Linked DNA regions of Zea mays: region 2 is linked to region 1. The links are chromatin contacts, called in public Hi-C maps. All regions are on one chromosome and are shown on one strand. The core of a region is the stretch at or near the end of the contact, and the rest is flanking DNA. Distances in the headings are between cores, read along the strand shown. Region 1 holds the start of LOC100217205. Region 2 holds the start of LOC100274783 (putative protein of unknown function (DUF640) domain family protein).

Evidence for each region. Hi-C and Micro-C count contacts between places; a contact is called where the count stands out from the background.
Region 2: a Hi-C map of ear shows a contact between it and region 1, with 6 times the contacts expected there. The contact joins the promoter of LOC100274783 here to the promoter of LOC100217205 in region 1. A contact is called at or near these places in 6 of 25 Hi-C or Micro-C datasets (ear, leaf, root tip and 2 more).

What each region holds. Positions count from the first base shown.
Region 1 is chr4:147,412,965-147,416,564 of Zm-B73-REFERENCE-NAM-5.0, forward strand. LOC100217205 reads left to right here and starts at 1,909. Exons shown (of 3, transcript NM_001143563.1): 1 at 1,909-2,200; 2 at 2,323-2,594; 3 at 3,576-3,600. The coding sequence starts at 2,032.
Region 2 is chr4:147,548,955-147,552,554 of Zm-B73-REFERENCE-NAM-5.0, forward strand. It overlaps LOC100274783 (putative protein of unknown function (DUF640) domain family protein), which reads right to left and starts at 1,617. Exons shown (of 3, transcript NM_001149066.1): 1 at 1,412-1,617; 2 at 1,208-1,311; 3 at 163-987. The coding sequence starts at 827. The coding sequence ends at 219.

The DNA of each region.
Region 1 (3,600 bases), core at 659-3,158:
TAAAAATCTACATATCCATATGCTTACTCGGAAACGTCCAATGTAGCCGTCGGACGTAACAAAAATGTCCGATGACGCCCGTTGAAGCCGTCGGAAGATATTACAGTTTGACGGATATGAAAATTATGTTTCTTTGATGGCAGATGAAGGATTTAGCTTTATGTCAATGACAGGTGAGAATTCTTTTCCAGCTTATATAAGGATGTTGCATTATTACAATAATGAGTATATACCGAGAGAAAGAGCAAGGATAAATAGTTTTGATTAGTTGTAGGGTACCAAAACTTATCACCAGTTATGATGAAAACTTCCATTATAACGAATTGATGGATGCTAGCGATGATAAAAACCGCGCACACTGTTTACCATGAAAACTATACAATCTTCAGTGAGGGTATATAGATGAGTACACGGTACCTAAACCGTCTCGTAACCACATGTTATACGTAAGGCTAGCGACGTCTAACACAATGGCGTCAGGGGACAACGCTTATGATTCGTTTTCTCTGGACCATGCCATATACAATAGTACTTGAAATTCTTTGATGATGTTGATGGCCGAAGTGGCTTGAACCCTGTTATAACGACTTACGCCCGTCCAATGCAAGATGCAAACACATGTGAATGCTGTCCCTGTTTAGATTTATCAGCTACTGCTACGCGCGTAAGGATCCAAACGATTCTAGCTACAACGACAGGTATATATATATATATATCTAAACTTTACCTGAAGACCGAAATATATATATATATATATTAATCATTTGGAACGTAGGATTGATAAAACATAAAAATATATACAGGAATAGAGTTGCATGACACTTGCAATTGTATAGGAAAATTTTCCAAGAGGTTAGATCTCATGTAAGAAATCCTACAAAATCTCTCTACAATAGTAGACCCATATTTCGTAATTAGGAATTTTATAAAAAATATTTAGGAACTCAATCCTTTATTCCAAAGGACCACACTAATTCGCCGTTTAGATAAAATGATCTGAAATATATTTAGCTACGATTTAAACAGTCGTATAGCTAATCTTCAGCTGAGTAAAATTATAAAGCTAATAAATTAAAGCTTCGCACGATGGCCGAAGGCGATCGAGCTAGCTATAGCTGATATATATGGCGTGCACGAGTAGGAACTCGCACGCACGTCACGATCGCCGCGTACGATGTATAGCTATCCACCCGGCCGCTAGCTATAGCTAATTAACGACCTCAATTGCGGAATAATCAAGTTGATGGCGATCCCTGGTTCCCACGTCATTAATGTCTTGTTCGATTATTCTCCTTATTTATAGATTAGATGTAATTGAAAAAAATTAATAAGTTTAATTTAATTAGAATTTAAATCGACCTAATTTTATTCAAACTACATGAATTGGAAGCTAATCGAACAAAACCTCTAGCTAATCGAACAGCCCTTGCCTTGCCTCCGCCCGGAAACATGCACGCGCACACGTAAAACGACCGCACGTCAAGGCCGGCCGGATCGGAGAGCTAGTAGCTGATCGAGAGACCTTTTACACGGACAAAAAGTACTAGGGCTAGTAGGTGTACATCGATTTGGCTCGCGTGTCACGCGGCTAATAATAAGAACGCTGCCGGCGGTTGGGGCGAGCAATCTCATGGTGATCTCGCGCATGCACCGTGTAGCAGGTGGATCGGATCCGATCGGAGCACGGGCGGCATGACCGGATGCGCGTTGCTTGGAATCTTTCCACCTGTACGCCTATAGCTAGCTAGGGGCTAGCTAGAGCCAAGTAGCTAGATCGGTTCGTTTCACTTGTTGCCTCAGCAGATAGAGCCAAGTAGCTAGAGCCAAGTAGCTAGAGCCAAGTAGCCTCCTCTATATAACGGAGTTCCCTCGCGACCAACTCCGGTCACACACATACTTGTTGTATACCGCCTTTGTTCGGAGAGAATCATCGAGTCGGATAGAGTCCAGGGCTCCAGGCGCTGCGTACTGATCGAAGAGGCGTGTCTCTTCGATCGACCTCCAGGCTTCCAGCTAGCTAGCTAGCGAGCGATGGCATTGAGGGAGATCGAGTCGACGCTGCCACCGGGGTTCAGGTTCTACCCGAGCGACGAGGAGCTGGTGTGCCACTACCTCCACAAGAAGGTGGCCAACGAGCGCATCGCGCAGGGGACGCTCGTCGAGGTGGACCTGCACGCCCGCGAGCCGTGGGAGCTCCCAGGTCAGTTCGTACGTACGTGTGTGAAGTGAACTAGCTAGCTAGCTTGATCGATATGATCATCGTCGTCGTCGTGGTGCATGCGTCTAATTAACTGGTGGGTCGTCGGTGCGGTGCGCGTGCAGAGGTGGCGAAGCTGACGGCCACCGAGTGGTACTTCTTCAGCTTCCGGGACCGCAAGTACGCCACGGGGTCGCGCACCAACCGCGCCACCAGGACGGGCTACTGGAAGGCCACGGGCAAGGACCGCGAGGTGCGCAGCAGCAGCAGCGCCACCGCCGTCGTCGTCGGCATGCGCAAGACGCTCGTCTTCTACCGGGGCAGGGCCCCCAACGGCGTCAAGTCCGGCTGGGTCATGCACGAGTTCCGCCTCGACACCCCGCATTCGCCGCCAAGGGTACGTACTACGCCGTGCGTGCATGTTACGTACAGCATTACACATTGCTCTATAGCCTATACACGTAACTAACCTAATTAACACGGGTTCAGATATTGCCAGTATGTATAATCGTCCGTCCAGCTGCGCTTACTTATAACCAATATATATATAATATATATAAGTATATAACTGCTCAATATAATCTCGCTCTAATATATTAATTAACACGGGTGACGGCGTTAGGTGCATGCCGCGCGCGGCCGGGGACACCGCCAGCTTATTCGCTCGCAATCATTCATTGTGGATTGCGTGCGTCGTCGACTTCAATCAGCTTGCAACAAAACACCAGCACGTGAAGAAACGTCTGATCCTGTCGTCCCCATCTCAAGAACGTCCCCGTCCTGCGCGACCGATGCTGTTCCCACAGCCCACTTATATTAGCACATAATCTAGACTTGATGATGGGCCGAGATTTCGGCCTGTTCACAACGCGTTATTATTATTATTAGTTAATTGCTCCTTGTGCGCGAGTGCGACTGCGACTGCAAAGCATCAGTGCAAGGACGGCGTCCTCGACCTCGACCAGCACAGGCGCGCGGATAGATAGATCGGCCATGCCCATGCACAGGCGGCGCCAGACAGACACACGCACGTACAGTACTACAGTAGTTCGTACGAGGAGCGTAAAAGCAGCCAGCAAGGCACAGACTGTGGGCCAGCCATATTTGACTGCCTGCTTCCCTGCGCTGCACAAATAATTGGTTCCACGCTAGTTCCCCCCCCTCGTGCCCGAGCCACCACCTACTAGCACACTAGCGCTCCAATATATGGCTACGGATCGGACGAGTACAGTACGATAATTGGCGGACGGCCTCACCTCCAAACTAGGAGTACGTTGCATGCACTGATAAAGATATATTACACATGGACCAATTATATGTGCCAGCATTTATCAGTTCTATCTCTCAAGTCTGAATTGAGCAATGGCAATCGCTGCAGGAGGACTGGGTGCTGTGCAGGGTGT
Region 2 (3,600 bases), core at 367-2,866, 140 kb after region 1:
AGCTAGGAACTGAAGCTAGTAGCAGCAGAGAGAGCAGAAGCACAATAACAATGTAGGCACACGATCTGCGGAGAGTCTAACCGAAGAAGAAGAAGAAGAAGCAGTAGCATGGCGCGAGCAAAATGGTAGGAGTAAGTAGACCGTGTGCATGCATGCAGCCGCAAATCGATCGAAACTACATAAAATATGCTCAGTCCGGCCGGCATACCATGGGTTCCTCAGCCCGACGCGCCGGCGGGCGGCGGGTGGTGAGGTCCTTGGCCGCCTCCACTGCCGCTGGCGTGATCAGCCGGCCGCTGCGCCTTCTTGCGCTTCTTCTTCTCGTAGCTGACGCCGCGCGCGCGGGCCTGGTGCTCGCGGACCTCGCGGAGGTAGAGGCGGACGGCGCGCGCCGCGAAGGGGTTGGACTCCGGGCGGCCCCCGTTCTCCTCGAAGGCAGCGCGGAGGCGGCCCACCAGCGCGTCGAGGCTACCCCAGGCCTGGCGCAGCGGGCAGGGGCACGGCGCGGGCGGGTTCGGGTGGCCGAAGAAGGGGCACGCCGGCGTGTGCACCTTGGTCTTGCCGAACTGGTCCAGGTAGCGCAGGAACTCCAGCACGTGCGCACCGCTGCACTGCGCCAGGCTCAGCGGCGGCCGGTGGTTCCGCAGGTACTGCCCGAACGTGTTCCAGTCCCGCCGCTTCTGCGCCTCGTACCGGCTCGGCGTCTGCGGCGTGCCGAAGCCCGCCGACGGAGACGCCCCGCCGCTGCTCGATCCCCCGGCTCCGCCTCCGCCACCGCCGCCATCACCACCGCTTCCCGGGCTCTCGGGGTTCGGGGACAGGTCCATCAATTAATCTGGCATCCACGAATCAGATACAAACACATGAACGACTGACGTGACGACGCAGCCGATGATTACATGCACCTTTTGGGGGATCTATATATCTGGGTGCCCCCTCCCTGCTGCCTGCTCGAGCTCGAGCCTCGAGCTCGATCTCTTCTTTTGCCTGTCCAATTGTCCATGCATGTGAGTGTGAAGGCGATGCATTTTTCATATTTATGCATAAAGGAAAAGGATACTTGCAAGAAACATTATTTTTCAGAGCAAGATTAGTGTATGATATGAGCTCAGTAAAATTACATGTGGGGAATGGATTCTACAGTAATTTCTTGGAGGGGGCAGCATCCAGTCATTGGCGCGCGCGCTCCCAACAAGCAAGTGTGTACCTTTGGTGGCGACGGCGCGGCTGATCTCGTCGACGGCGGCCGCGTCGGAGTGGTGGGTAGAGAAGCTTCCTCCAGGCTCCAGCAGAATCTCTGAACTGCTGAAGCTGGCTCGAGATTCCGCAAGGAGAAGAGATGAGGAAAAAAAAGGAACTTGCTTGGACTTGGAGAGTAGCTTAAGTTACAGCCTTACAGGTGCATACATACCCTTGTTGCTCAGCAGGAGACGGAGACTGAGACTGGAGGGTTGGTAGTGGTGGCTGGTTGCTAACTGGCGTTGCTCGTGCGTCTCATATATAGGCCCATTATTGATCTGAGGAGGAGAGCTCCATATCATGAACGGGAAGAAGGCGTGGGGTATCGTATTTGCATGCCGCCGGCTACTATTTTTAGGAGTGGGGATGTGCAGGCGTGGTGGTGGCTGGATTGTTTGGCCTAAAAAAGGGAGATCTACGGAGCAACTGGGAGACGGGAACAGAGACTCCGGAGACGCGGTACTGTTTAGGGCTTAGGTGAAAGGGATGACAAGGACACTGAGGTGAGAGGCGACATCACTAAGGTAAAAAAATATTTTTTCCGTCACTTCCCTCTCTCTCTCGATCGAGTGGAAGCGGTGGCTTGGGGTGGGTGAAAGCAATGGCGGCAGCTTGGCAGGCCCCGCCCTGGCCTCCGTTTGTATAGTGCAAACAAACGGTGTCGGTGTCCTCGCTGCCCCCCGTCGACGGCCGTCGCCGGATGCGCGGTGGACACGGCCAGGGTCCCGCCTGAGAGTCCAAGGACCAAGGCCCGGGGGCGCGGCCGCTCGGGGCGCCCTTGGCTCCGTGACGGGCGCACAGCCGCACAGGACATATCTAGGGCGTCCAGCATTCAAAGGACGAACCCTAAAGAGGTGGGGGCCGCACCTGTCCATACGAATGGTGACGGTACGGGCCCACCCGCGGGGGCAAGCCCTCGGAGCCGGAGCCTGTAATAAATGCGGCTCCTTGCTTGTCCTTGTGAAACGACAAACGGAAGAAAAAAAAACTCTGCCCCGGAACCCCAGTTGTGAAATGTGCTCCAGCCTCTCCGGGTTCCAGCTACGACCTATACGAGCCATCATTCGCTCAAAGAAATCTCCCTCCTCTCTTGGAGCTTTGATTAGATTCCTCTGACTGCCGCCAATTTTTTTTTTTTTGCATTGCAGTACTTCTGCAACGCCTTTATTTACCCGCTATAAAGAGTACCAATTCTGTAAAATTAAAGCAGGAGCAGTTTATTTGTTGAGGCCAAGCACCGGTCATGATATACAATGCATGTGCCATCCCTACCGGAATTTGACACTTTGCAGAGTGCCGTATTCTTTACCGAGTGTTTTTTTCGGGCACTCGGCAAATAAACTTTTTGCCGAGTGCCACGCAAAAAATCCTCGGTAAAAGAAAACACTCGGGCGAAGAAACTATTTGCTGAGTGTTTTATTTTTGACACTCGACAAAGAGTTTCTTTACCGAGTGTATTTTTTTGACACTCGGCAAAAGGCTCTTTACCGAGTGTCATAAATACAAATCTCGGCAAAGAGCTCTTTGCATAGTGTTTTTTCCAACACTAGGTAAAAACAATTTAAAAATCGTATTTTAAAGCAGTAAATTAATTCAAATGAAAAAGTTTTCAACTACAAATTTATATAATTCATCATGATGTACAATTTATATATTAAACATTTCTTCATATGATAAAATAAAAATAAATTTGTTCATAAAACCTATCTCTCTCGTAGTTTATTAAACTACGAGAGAGACGTATAGAATTTGTGCATATTGTTAGAACCATCATGTGAGATAAACAAATGACCAAACAACCAAAATAAACTTTGTAGATCTTGAGATGTTATAGAAGTTTGTAGTTGATAACTTTTTCATTTGAAGTCATATTGTCAACGAAACTAATTTTGAATTTAAAAAATTTAAAATTTGAATTTTAAAAACGATCTCGAAAGAAAAAACCACCAGCATAAAAGTTGTAGGTATTGAAGAGTTATGAAACTTTGTAGTTGACAATGTTTTGGTTTGAAATCATCTTGTTATGCAAAACTATGTTTGAATTTTGAAATTTGAATTTTTCAAACTATCTCGGATGGAAAAACCACCAAAATAAAAGTCGTAGGTATTGAAATGTAATGAAACTTTGTAATTGACAACTTTTTGATTTAAAATCATCTTATCATTGAAAAATTTATGTGAAGTTTTTAAATTTAAAATTCAAATTTTGTAAACGGTCTCGGATGTAGAAACTATTAAAATAAAACTTGTAGATCTCAAAAAGTTATGCAACTTTATAGTTGGTTACATTTTCAAATGAACTCATTTAGTGCCTTAAATAATTAAATTACTCTCGGTTTGTTATAGTACATGAGGAATAAA